Linked DNA regions of Pan troglodytes: regions 2 and 3 are each linked to region 1. The links are chromatin contacts, called in public Hi-C maps. All regions are on one chromosome and are shown on one strand. Each heading gives the region's core, a stretch centred on a gene start, on an enhancer-like site or on the middle of the called end of the contact. The rest is flanking DNA. Distances are from core to core; before and after follow the strand shown.

What was found. Hi-C and Micro-C count contacts between places; a contact is called where the count stands out from the background.
Region 2: a contact with region 1 is called in a Hi-C map of stem cell-derived neural progenitor cells, with 4 times the contacts expected there. The contact joins the promoter of SLC2A4 here to the promoter of SLC16A11 in region 1. A contact is called at or near these places in 1 of 7 Hi-C or Micro-C datasets (stem cell-derived neural progenitor cells) and 1 of 1 datasets of contacts at active chromatin or transcription factors (stem cell-derived excitatory neurons).
Region 3: a Hi-C map of stem cell-derived neural progenitor cells shows a contact between it and region 1, with 9 times the contacts expected there. The contact joins the promoter of ASGR1 here to the promoter of SLC16A11 in region 1. A contact is called at or near these places in 3 of 7 Hi-C or Micro-C datasets (induced pluripotent stem cells and stem cell-derived neural progenitor cells), 1 of 1 datasets of contacts at active chromatin or transcription factors (stem cell-derived excitatory neurons) and 1 of 1 other capture datasets (stem cell-derived neural stem cells).

The regions. Positions count from the first base shown.
Region 1 is chr19:17,553,269-17,557,350 of NHGRI_mPanTro3-v2.0_pri, forward strand. SLC16A11 (solute carrier family 16 member 11) reads right to left here and starts at 1,821. Exons shown (of 5, transcript XM_009431718.5): 1 at 1,507-1,821; 2 at 1,044-1,251; 3 at 662-805; 4 at 1-495. The coding sequence starts at 1,245.
Region 2 is chr19:17,790,838-17,794,919 of NHGRI_mPanTro3-v2.0_pri, forward strand. It overlaps SLC2A4 (solute carrier family 2 member 4), which reads left to right and starts at 1,666. Exons shown (of 11, transcript XM_024350204.3): 1 at 1,666-1,979; 2 at 3,257-3,373; 3 at 3,485-3,657; 4 at 3,750-3,874; 5 at 3,986-4,082. The coding sequence starts at 1,947.
Region 3 is chr19:17,687,764-17,691,845 of NHGRI_mPanTro3-v2.0_pri, forward strand. ASGR1 (asialoglycoprotein receptor 1) reads right to left here and starts at 1,760. Exons shown (of 8, transcript XM_016931396.4): 1 at 1,583-1,760; 2 at 902-996. The coding sequence starts at 971.

The sequences.
Region 1 (4,082 bases), core at 571-3,070:
AGCCTTGGTCTGCCAGCCACCCGCAGACCAGCCGGGCGCCCGCATCCCCCATCGCAGCCACGGCCACCACCAGCGCTGCTCCGTATCCCCCCAGGCCCCGGTCTAAAGCGTGGGGAGCCAAGTGCACGTAAGGAACGAAGTACCCGCCCCCAACCAGGGCTGTGCCTAGAGCAAAGATTGAGAAGGCCCGGCGTGTGAAGAGACCGAGGCCGAGGGCAGCTAGGGGACTACGCGGTGGGGCTGGGGGTTCGCCAGGAAGGACCAGGGGTAGCAGCAGGGCGCCACAGGGGGTGAGGTGGAGGGTGATCGCGCCGAGGAGGAGCAGAGCGCCCCGCCAGCCGAAAGTATCGAGGAGAAGCTGCAAGGCGGGCGCCAGGAGCAGCGAGGAGGCCCCGTTGCCGGTGAGCGCCAGCCCCACCGCCAAGACTCGACGGCGGGAGAAGTAACGCGAGAGGGTGCCTAGGGCGGGGGCGAACACCAGGGCCCAACCAAAGCCTGCGAATGAATAGGAGGGGATGGGGGCCGGCACTGGGGACGCCCGCCCCAGCATTCCCAGCCCGGCTCTCCGCACCAGGCCCCCGCCTCCTTCGCTACCCCAGATCCCAACAAGCTCCTGTCACCTCCTTCACCCTGAATGACCGGGGCATCCCACTTCCCTCACCAGCGAGGAGGCCCAGGCCGAGGTAGAGATGCAGCAGACCGCGGGCGAAAGCCGAGAAGACGAAGCCCAGCGAGGCGAGGACGCCCCCAACCATCACCACGGGGCGGGCCCCCCAGCGCGTGCTCAGGGCGCTGCCCACGGGGCCTGAAAGGGGGCGGAGTCAACGGAAGACACGCCCCCGGGCCCCCAAACTCTCTCCAACACTTCTCATTGGCTGTTTGCCTCCCTCGAACTAATGGTTCTTCTCCTTGACCTCAAGATGCACTCTTTTCTAGAGCCGGTTGCCCTTTCTCAGGTTGTCGGGTAATCAGGTGGGTCTCCCATCCCTCCACTCACGGCTCCTCCTCCCCGTTCCTGTCTCCCGCCTCAGGGCCCCCCTCACTGGCTGCCTGCTGCACGGCCAGGGCCAGGGCGCTGATCCACGCAGTGTCCTGGGCGCTTCGGTCAAAGTGCTCGGCAAGGTCAGGGAAGGCAAGGCCCAGCGAGCGCAGCAGCCCGTAGGACAGCCCGTTTATCGCGAAGGCTGCGGCCGCCACCACCCAGCCCCAGCCCCCATCCGGGGGTCCGGCGGGCTGGGGGGTCATCGCCGTCTGCGGGGTGGGGAAACATCTATGAGAGAAGCCTCCACGCCTGTGCTTCCGCTGGGGAGCCGGCATCCCTGAGATCCAGCCTCTGGCTGCTCGCCCGGGGTGGGCCCGTCACTCCGAGCGCGATGGCGCGGGGCGGAGGGAGCCGGAGCCTGGCCTAGGGCTGGAACTCCCGGGTCCGCGCGAGATACGGGGACGGGGACAGCCAGATCCCCAGGCCCGAGGTTCCCCGTCCCACGCACACTCCTTCCCCCTTACCCGACCTCTCCGGGCGGTGCGGGGAGGGGAAGGGCGAGGAAGGGCTGGGCCCGGCTTTCTCTCTGCCTCCCAGGCGGGCGGGGGCCCCGAAGGGGAGCGAGGGCAGCGATGGAGCCCAACTTGGACGGGCTCTCTCGGTAAACAGAGATCACCACAGGGGCCCGAGCCACCTGGGACGCGGGGTGTACGGAGGGCGGGGGCGAGCTGAAACAGCCAATCCGCCAAGCCGCGCGTGAGGCCAGACGCCAGTCCCACGGGGATTGAATTATGTACACACACAACCCCCAGGCCCGGCGGGGGGAGCGGCGAGAAATGAATGCGGAGGGGCCCTGCCCTACTCACGCCCATGCACCTGCCGCCTGCTGCGCGCAGGGGAGACACGTGGATTGCAAACCCCAGCGAGCCCAGGGTCCACCGCCAACGCATGGAAATAGGGATGGTCCCCAAAACCTGAGGGGATGAGTAGTTTTGTTCTCAGGAACGTTGCCGAGGACCAGGTAAATCTCGGATATCAATCAGATCACAGACCTCCACCAAGTGCCAGCTCTGTGCTTAGAATAACAGACCCCCAGGCCGGGCGCGGTGCAAGCCTGTAATCCCAGCACTTTGGGAGGCCGATGTGGGTGAATCACCTGAGGTCAGGAGTTCGAGGCCAGCCTGACCAACATGGCGAAACACCATATCTACTAAAAATACAAAAAAAATTAGCCGGGCATGGTGGCGGGCGCCTGTAGTCCCAGCTACTTGGGAGGCTGAGGCAGGGGAATCGCTTGAACCCGGGAGGCAGAAGTTGCAGTGAGCCAAGATCATGCCACTGCACTCCAGCCTGGGTGACAGAGACTCTGTCTCAAAAATAAATAAATAAACAAAAATAAAATAAATAAAATAAAATAACAGGTCCTCAAGGACAGAGGGATGAAACAGGACTCCTTCAATGTGAAGACCTGCAGTGTACCAGGCACTGTTTACACATGCTATCACTTCATCTTATGATAACCCTATGAAGAAGGTGTCGCTTTTTTTTTTTTTAGATGGAGTTTCACTCTGTAGCCCAGGCTGGAGTACAGTGGCGATATCTCGGCTCACTGCAACCTCTGCCTCCTAAGTTCAAGCCATTCTCCTGCCTCAGCCTCCTGAGTAGCTGGGATTACGGGCACCTGCCACCACTCCCAGCTAATTTTTGTATTTTTTAGTAGAGATGGGGTTTCGCCATGTTGGCCAGGCTGGTCTGGAACTCCTGACCTCAGATGATCCGCCCACCTCGGCCTCCCAAAGTGCTGGGATTACAGGAGTGAGCCACCGCGCCCAGCCGATGTCGTGCCTCTTTTATAGATGCAGTAACTGAAGCTCACAGGGAAAAAATAGTATGAATATTTGAATTTAGGTCTGTCCAACTGTGGACCTACAAGGAGAACAATCCCAGGACTGAAACAAAATCTGGCACAGTTAAGGGAAAGATCCTGGATACAGCTTGATGCAAACTGCCCTGGAAAGGGTGGAACCATTGCAGGGACAGAAAACTTATGAGTCTTAAATAAGGGGTCACTGGGAATAGAAAGGGTTCTTGAGATCAGAATCTCTAAACACTTAGGTTAGAATTTTATTTTTTATTTTTTATGTATGTATGTATGTATGTATGTGTGTATTTATTTATAGAGACAGGGTCTTGTCCAGGCTGAAGTGTAGTACTGCCATTATGGCTCACTGCAGCCTCCACCTCCCAGGCTCAAGCAATACTCCACCTCAGCCTCCCGAGTAGCTAGGACTACAGGCTCCACACCACCATGCCTGGCTAAATTTGTTCATTTTTTTTTGCAGAGAGGGGGTCACAGCATGTTGCACAGGCTGGTCTCAAGCTCCTGGACTTAAGCAATCCTTCCACCTCGGACTCCCAAAGTGCTGGGATTACAGTCTACCATGCCTGGCCAGGTTACAATTTTAAAAGCAAAGTAAAAAATCAGGTCATTGAACCCAGGTATTGATTTTTTGAAAAACTTTATAGAAAATGTCCTTTTTTGACAGGTTGACATTCTTTACCTCAGCTGTTTGAATTCAGAGATGTGTTCTTTGGTTTAATTATTAAACAATATGATAGAACATTCAGCAACTTAAGTTTGGAGCATGCATCCATTGAGCCACATGATGGCAGTGTTTCCTAATTATTGGGAAAGAATCTGCACGTAAAGACAAGAAAAACAGCTTCTTAAGGAGCAAAACTGTAAACATAAAAGACACAGCATGACTATAGGCAATGGCTCTCCATTGCCTATAGACGGGAAAAATTACATTTCTCTATTTGTACAGGCCTTTTACAATAATCAAAGGTAGACCTAGGTTACCGTTCCAAACCATCTCCCCTCTCTCCCTTTTGCCAGCCTCCCATCAGCCACTGTCTTCTCTGCTCTGTGGACATGCCTAGCTTTTTCTCACTCCTTAATTTTTGCATATGTCATGCTCTCTGCTTGAAACGTCCTGTTGTTCATGAAGGTTCTGACAGACACACCTTAGGAAAGTGGCCCCACCGGTTTCCCCAGCCTGGAGTGCTGTTATGAAAGCCACCAGGGAGGCGGAGCCAG
Region 2 (4,082 bases), core at 416-2,915, 240 kb after region 1:
GATTACAGGCATGAGCCACCAGGCCGGGCCGGCATTCCAGATTTTTCAGGGGATTAGTGCAGCAAAGGGATCAAGAAGGGATGTAAAGGCACAGTGTGTTCTGGGTACAATAAGGACTTAGGCATTGCCCAGAACAGGAGGCGAAGGAGATAGAAGGAGAGGCAGGAGAGATAGATAAGGCCAGAGATCGGATAAGAGAGGCAGGAGGTTTTGTTCACTCTGAAAAGGGATTTGAACTTGGCAATTGGGGCAACACAGACAGTGACTTCTTGCTTGAGAGATGAGATTGGACCTTGGAAAATTGTTCTCTGCCCTCGTCATAAAGGAAATAAGAGGAGCAGGAAGACCAGTGAGGGTGATGGTGATCTGGACTGAAGTGGCAGCCGCCACGGAGAATATCGGATGAATGCGAGAGAGTTTTGGAGGTTAAAGCACCAATGTTGGAAACTAACTGGATAAACGAGGAGAGCGGCGCAGGACAGGAGGAATCGAGCATGACTTCTACCATAGGGGTGACTGGGCGGGTAATTCATTGAAATAAGGAAGTTAGGAGGAGGAGCAGGTTTGGACATGCTGATCACTAGAGCTGCCACATCCGGGCGGTAACGAACACCTGGATCTGCAGCTCCAGAGAAGGGCCTGGGTTAGATGTCACTGAAGCCTTAGGGTGGCGGAAAGGCGAGAGATAGTGGGTTGAGATTCCAAGTGCAATCCACTGCGGCTCCTCGCTCTCCCTCCAGGTGGCAGCACAACCCTGCGCTTCCGAAGCCCGTTTTCTGAGCCAGACACTCGCCACGCTCTGGGTATTTCGGGTTCTCTCTCCCCACACGCCGACCCTAGGTCGCGCACTTTCTGCCTGGCAGAATTTGGCCGAGGATCCAAACCCGGAGCAGCCTCCAGAGAGCGTGTCGTTCACGCGGCCAGCATATGCTCAGAGACCTCAGAGGCTCAGAGACCTCAGGGCTGGTGGTGTGGTTGGTGTGACCACTTGTCCCTCGGACCGGCTCCAGGAACCAACCTGGGGAATGTGTGTAGGGGAAGGGCGGGATAGACAGTGCCCGGAGCAGGGAGGCACTGAAAGACAGGACCAAGCAGCCCGGCCACCAGACCCGTTGTGGGAACGGAATTTCCTGGCCCCCAGGGCCACACTCGCGTGGGAAGCATGTCGCGGACCCTTTAAGGCGTCATCTCCCTGTCTCTCCGCCCCCGCCTGGGACAGGCCGGGACGCCCGGGACCTGACATTTGGAGGCTCCCAACGTGGGAGCTAAAAATAGCAGCCCCGGGTTACTTTGGGGCATTGCTCCTCTCCCAACCCGCGCGCCGGCTCGCGAGCGGTCTCAGGCCGCTGGAGTTTCCCCGGGGCAAGTACACCTGGCCCGTCCTCTCCTCTCAGACCCCACTGTCCAGACCCGCAGAGTTTAAGATGCTTCTGCAGCCCGGGATCCTAGCTGGTGGGCGGAGTCCCAACACGTGGGTGGGCGGGGCCTTTTGTTCCAGGGACTCTTTTCTCAAAACTTCCCAGTCGGAGGCTGGCGGGAACCCGAGAGGCGTGTCTCGCCAGCCACGCGGAGGGGCGTGGCCTCACTGCCCCGCCCCACCAACTCCAGCCAAACTCTAAACCCCAGGCGGAGGGGGCGTGGCCTTCTGGGGTGTGCGGGCTCCTGGCCAATGGGTGCTGTGAAGGGCGTGGCCCGCGGGGGCAGGAGCGAGGTGGCGGGGGCTCCTCGCGTCTTTTCCCCCAGCCCCGCTCCACCAGATCCGCGGGAGCCCCACTGCTCTCTGGGTCCTTGGCTTGTGGCTGTGGGTCCCATCGGGCCCGCCCTCGCACGTCACTCCGGGACCCCCGCGGCCTCCGCAGGTTCTGCGCGCCAGGCCGGGGTCAGAGACTCCCGGATCGGTTCTTTCATCTTCGCCGCCCCTGCGCGTCCAGCTCTTCTAAGACGAGATGCCGTCGGGCTTCCAACAGATAGGCTCCGAAGTAGGATTCATCATGAGGGGGCGGGGCGGGGGGGCACGGGTCCCGCTTTTCTTGGGCTGGGGTCGCGGTTGGGGTCAGCTGGGGGTGGTTCCTGCGCAGGCGCAGGGGGTGAAGGTAGGGGGCTGGCTATTTATACCCGGCCTGGACAACTCGTGACTGTGAGATTCCAATTCTACCAAAAGGCAGAGCGGGTCTGGAGGGCCTTTCGGGGCACAGGCAGCAAGTGGATTCTGCGAGCCAGGGTTCACCCCCTTGCCTAGTAGGCGGCGCGGCGCTCCGGAATCGGGGACACCCTGCCCTCGATCCGACTCGGGAAAGCAGATCCAGGCGGGTCTTGCCCTCCGGGAGCTGTCCGTCCGTCTTCGCTCACGGGCAGTGTTTCGAGGACCGGAGGCTCTCCGTGGGCCCCCACCCCCACTCCTGGCCGCCCTCCAGGACGCTGAACTTTCCCTTGGCCCCATGGTTGGTGGAGGGGCAGAGGGGACTGTCAGCCCCCCCTCCCCCAGCTCAGGTTTCCGCTTGGAGACATTCTGTGCCGCCAGCGAGCGGCCACCACTGCCACCGCCCCTCACACCACCTTCCTGCCCTCCTCCCCTGGGCATGGCTCTCCCAGGCAGAACCCCTGGACCGCCCTCCCTGCACGGAGGTTAGAGGGGGAGGGCAGGCCACGACGTAGATAGAGAAGGCCACCCCTAGATGACCGGGATGTCCTTTCTGGAACAGCACTTCTTGGTCCTGTTGGGGGCCTCCTGGAGCTGGCTGACAGAACCCCCAGAGGGGAGGGAAGAGGACAGTGGCTGATGATAATAATGCACGTGTTAATTTATGAAACCAGCACTGTCAAGGATATTGTTAACATGTGATGTTGATTTTCACAACACTCTCACAGATAGGTAGGCAAGGCAGGCAACATCACCCCCATCTCACAGAGGACACTCAGGTTCGGGGCAGGGAAGTGACTTGGCCAAGGTCACACAAATCTGAGCTCTTAAGGCCAAGCCTGTCTCAAGGTCACAGAAGAATTTTGAGACAAGTTCTCAAACATTTCTCTGCCTTATGGACTCAAACATCCAGTTTCTCCTTTATGCCCAGGTTGCAGTTCAGCTCCTGTTTACATTGAGATCTTTGTGCAATTCCTAATATGGCCCAGTTTCCCTCACCCAACATGTTGGGTGGAGCCCAGTATCTTCAGGCTCCAGCTGGGCCCGGGCCCCTAGCGGAAGGAAAAAAATCATGGTTCCATGTGACATGCTGTGTCTTTGCGTCTGCCTGTCCAGGATGGGGAACCCCCTCAGCAGCGAGTGACTGGGACCCTGGTCCTTGCTGTGTTCTCTGCGGTGCTTGGCTCCCTGCAGTTTGGGTACAACATTGGGGTCATCAATGCCCCTCAGAAGGTGAGGGCCTGCAGCTGGCAGGGTGGGGGTACCCAAACGAGGAGGACAGGTGTCTCGGGGGTGGTGGAAAGGGAACGGTCTGCAGGAAATCTGTCCTCTGCTGTCCCCCAGGTGATTGAACAGAGCTACAATGAGACGTGGCTGGGGAGGCAGGGGCCTGAGGGACCCAGCTCCATCCCTCCAGGCACCCTCACCACCCTCTGGGCCCTCTCCGTGGCCATCTTTTCCGTGGGCGGCATGATTTCCTCCTTCCTCATTGGTATCATCTCTCAGTGGCTTGGAAGGTTCGCAGCTGGAGGGCAGGGGTGGGGGAAACAGGAAGGGAGCCACTGCTGGGTGCCCTCACCCTCACAGCCTCACTCTGTCTGCCTGCCAGGAAAAGGGCCATGCTGGTCAACAATGTCCTGGCGGTGCTGGGGGGCAGCCTCATGGGCCTGGCCAACGCTGCTGCCTCCTATGAAATGCTCATCCTTGGACGATTCCTCATTGGCGCCTACTCAGGTACTCACGGGCGCCACAGCCCTGCCTAGCGCCCTGTTCTCTTTCACCATGCCTGGGCTTTCAGATGGGAATGGACACCTGCCCTCAGCCCTCTCTTCTTCCCTCGCCCAGGGCTGACATCAGGGCTGGTGCCCATGTACGTGGGGGAGATTGCTCCCACTCACCTGCGGGGCGCCCTGGGGACGCTCAACCAACTGGCCATCGTTAT
Region 3 (4,082 bases), core at 510-3,009, 130 kb after region 1:
TGCGTCACTGCAGCCAATCCAGGAACCTCAGCCCACCCCCTCCTCCCGCGCCTTGAAACGCAATTGAGTGGCCCCGCGCCTCGGAGTCGCTGCTTCCCTTGAAAGTGGGGAAAGAAGGAAGGTTTCTCTGTCCATGAATTCCACTCGTCTTTGGCTGCGTGCAGGGAGAGAAGGTGCAATAGCTACCATTCAGGCCCTCAAGTCTTCCACCCAGCAGGGGGAAGAGACACGTTAGCCCTGTCCCCTGAGAGCTGGAGGGTTGGGGGGGCCTCCCTGCCGGGTCTCCTCCGCTGCGGACCCTCCCTTCCGTCAAAGCGCGCTGCGCCCCATCCCCCACGAACTTCATCCTTGCTCAGCCTAAACAATTCCCTGCTCGGAGGACAAAGAAATGGGTCAAGGGGAATTTGTTTTTGAAGCAAGAGAGTCTCGTTCTCCCTCAGGTCAGAGATCCCTCATCCCCCCCCCTCACAGAATCCTCAGACCCTTCATAGAAACCTTTCCCCCCTTCACCAAACTGATCACTGACACACACACGCACACGCACGCACGACCGGGGTCCCTGGGTGGTGTTGGAAGGGGAAAGGAAGAGGGGGCCTGACTTCGTCATAGGAAGCCGACAGTGACATCTCTCCAGCTTCCAGCTGTTCCCACACCCCCGGGTCCACCTCCGAGGGCCAGGAGGCACAGGAAAGCTTTGGGCACCTGTCACCAATAAAGGGACTCCAACCCCACACTCTGCCCCTCTCCTGAGAGAAGCAGCTCCGACACCTTTCCCAGTGTTGGGGGAGGGAGACAGACCCAGAGAGAGAGCCAGGCTCATGGGCAAGAGTAGGAGCTGTGGCTGGAGGGTGGAGAACCGCCAAATTCTCGCCTTGCAGAGGCAGGGCAAGGTGGCCCTCACCTTTTCTGAGCTGATGGTGGTCACTCTCCTCATTGTCCAGATGCTGAAGGTCTTGATACTCCTTGGTCATGATAGGGCTGGCGCTGGACCTGGGACTGAGTCAAGACTGAGGCTGGGGCTGAGGTGGGGGCTCACCAGGACTAGAGTGGGAATGAGGGGCCCATCTCTTTACTCCCATCTGATTGACAGCTCCATCATGGAGACCTTTCTTCTTTCTTTCCTTTTCTTTTTTTTTTTTTTTTTTTTTTGAGAGGGAGTCTCGCTCTGTCCCCAGGCTGGAGTGCAGTGGCATGATCTCAGCTTACTGCAACCTCTGCCTCCCGGGTTCAAGAGGTTCTCCTGCCTCAGCCTCTGAAGTAGCTGGGACAACAGGTGCACGCCACCACGCCTGGCTACTTTTTTGTATTTTAGTAGAGACGGGGTTTCACCGTGTTGCCCAGGCTTGTCTCAAACTCCTGAGCTCAGGCAATCCACCCACCCCAGCCTCCCAACGTGCTGGGATTACAGGCGTGGGCCACCGCGCCCCACCGGGATCTTTCTTCTTTCCTCCATCCCCTTCCAGGCCTGACATCCAGAATCCATCCTTGATGTTTCCCACCCAGCACCCCCCAACACATCCTGGGTTCCCTCCACACCCCTGCACCCCCAGCCAGCCTCCCACCACCTCTCTTCCCATTTTACTTGCTCAGGGTCTCAGGGTCTGACTCCCAGGTTCTTCAGTGCTGTGCAGATGCCGAACTAAGGAGGGGGGCTGAAGCTTGGAGAATGGGGGTGGGTGGACAGCCGTGGACAATGGGAGGGGAGCGGGCAGGGTCCATAGGAGGGCCCTGGGCCCCGGTGTCTCTGTGCGTGTCTATGTGTCCAAGCACGCCAAACGTGGCATCTCCAGTGCCCGGGACTTTGGACAGTAAACAGAGGTGGAAATGGATTGGAACTTAGGGGAGTGTGGGGGTGGGAGTGGGGGATGGGTTGCCTCTGCTCTGCTCCCCAGGGAGGAGAATTGTGTTGCCCCCACACATGCCAGTCACCTCACTCTTCCGTGCACCGTTTGGGAGGGGTGCCAGGCCAGGAGGGGCTGGGGTGGGATTTGCCATATCCCCCCTCCCTCCCCGTTTCGCTTCCTGCCTCTAAATTCCCCAGAACTATTGGTGTCTCCAAATATCCCTGAACAGGATCAGAGGGACCGGTCCTCTGCTCTTGCCCAATCCAGACCTGTGACCCTGGCACCTGAGCCGCAGGCCCCAGTTTCCTGTGGGGCTGAGCCCCAGGCTTCCCAGCTCTGGCCTGACTTGCTTCCCTCTCCTGGGGAGTAAAGTCCTCCAAGCAGCATGAGGGCCAGCTTGGTTCCAGGAAAGGCAGGAGAGCCTCCGCTGGGACTGGTGCCAGCAAACCTCCACTCACTACTACTGTGTGCCTCAGGTCACTGCGTTCATGAACTTCTCTCATTATCCCCAGAGCACATCCCATTTCACAGATGAGAAAGCTAAGGCCCTACAAGGTAAGAGCTTGCCCAGGGTCATGCTGCAAGGAAGCAGCAAAGGGTAGACTAGAACCTGGGCAGCCTGACTCCAGGCACTGCGTTCGGGCCCCAGAACCACACCCATCACACAGAGCCAGGATCCCATCCGGTTGACACAGCTGGGCTCCAGTGTCCCAGAGATGCTAAACCATGGTCCCTCACAGCCCCACGGGGCTTCAGAGAGAGCCATGTGAATTTGAATTATGCTCACTTGGAAATCAGGCAATATTAAAGATAAGTCTCGGCTGGGTGCAGTGGCTTACGCCTGTAATCCCAGCACTGTGGGAGGCCGAGGCGGGCGGATCACCTGAGGTCAGGAGTTCAAGACCAGCCTGACCAACATGATGAAGCCCCGTCTCTACTAAAAATAAAAAAATTAGCAGGGCATGGTGGTGCAGCCTGTAATCCCAGCTACTCAGGAGGCTGAGACAGGAGAATCGCTTAAACCCAGGAGGTGGAGGTTGCAGTGAGCCAAGATTATGCCACTGCACTCCAGCCTGGTGACAGAGCAAGACTCCATCTCAAAAAAAAATAATAATAATAATAATAAGTCTCAGCTGGGTACAGTGGCTCATGCCTGTAATCTCAGCACTGTGGGAGGCCGAGGTGGGCAGATCATCTGAGGTCAGGAGTTCGAGACCAGCCTGACCAACATGGTGAAACCTCGTCTCTACTAAAAATATAAAAATTAGCCAGGCGTGGTGGCAGGCGCTTGTAATCCCAGCTACTCGGGAGGCTGAGGCAGGAGAATCACTTGAACCCAGGAGGCGGAGGTTGCAGTGAGCTGAGATCGCGCCATTGCACTCCAGCCTGGGGGACAAGAGCAAGACTTCATCTCAAAAAAAAAAAAGATAATAAGTCTCACTTTAGGCCCAAATGTGAAGTCATCCAAATCCTATTTTACAGTTATTTCAATGAGAAAACAAGGCTTGAATTTTGAGAGTTTTCAATGATGTGAGATATTCAGGAACACATCTCTTGCATAAAATGTGACAGGTCTGTGTGTGCCCTCCTTTGTCTGTGTCCTGACAACCACCATGTCATTTATATGTGCTGGGACAATGGCCAGTGATTTTGTTGACTGTTGGGCTGTTAATTAAACATCCTCTAATATAATCACTTACAATCGGGCTTATTCAGGCAAATGAACCCACATTATTTCGGTCGGAATAGTGGTCACCCGGCTGGGCGCGGCGGCTCATGCCTGTAATCCCAGCACTTTGGGAGACCGAGCCAGGCGGATTACCTGAGGTCAGGAGTTCGAGATTAGCCTGGCCAACATAGCGAAATCCCGTCTCTACTAAAAATACAAAAATTAGCCAGGCGTGGTGGCAGGCACCTGTGGTCCCAGCTACACGGGAGGCTGAGGCGGGAGAAATGCTTGAACCCGGGAGACAGAGGTTGCAGTGAGCCGAGATCGTGCCACTGCACTCCAGCCCAGGCAACAGAGGGACACTCCATCTCAAAAAAAAAAAGAATAGTGGTCACCCTCACAGAAATAGTGACTAGCCAAGAGCACAAGAGGCACGTCGGGGATGACGGAAAACTTCAGCTCTTGGGTGTGGATGCTGGTTACACCGTGGTGGTGTTCAGCTTGCAAAGCTGCAGAAAGGTATGCAGTTATGATATGTGCATTTTTCCGTTTGCACATTATATTGGAGT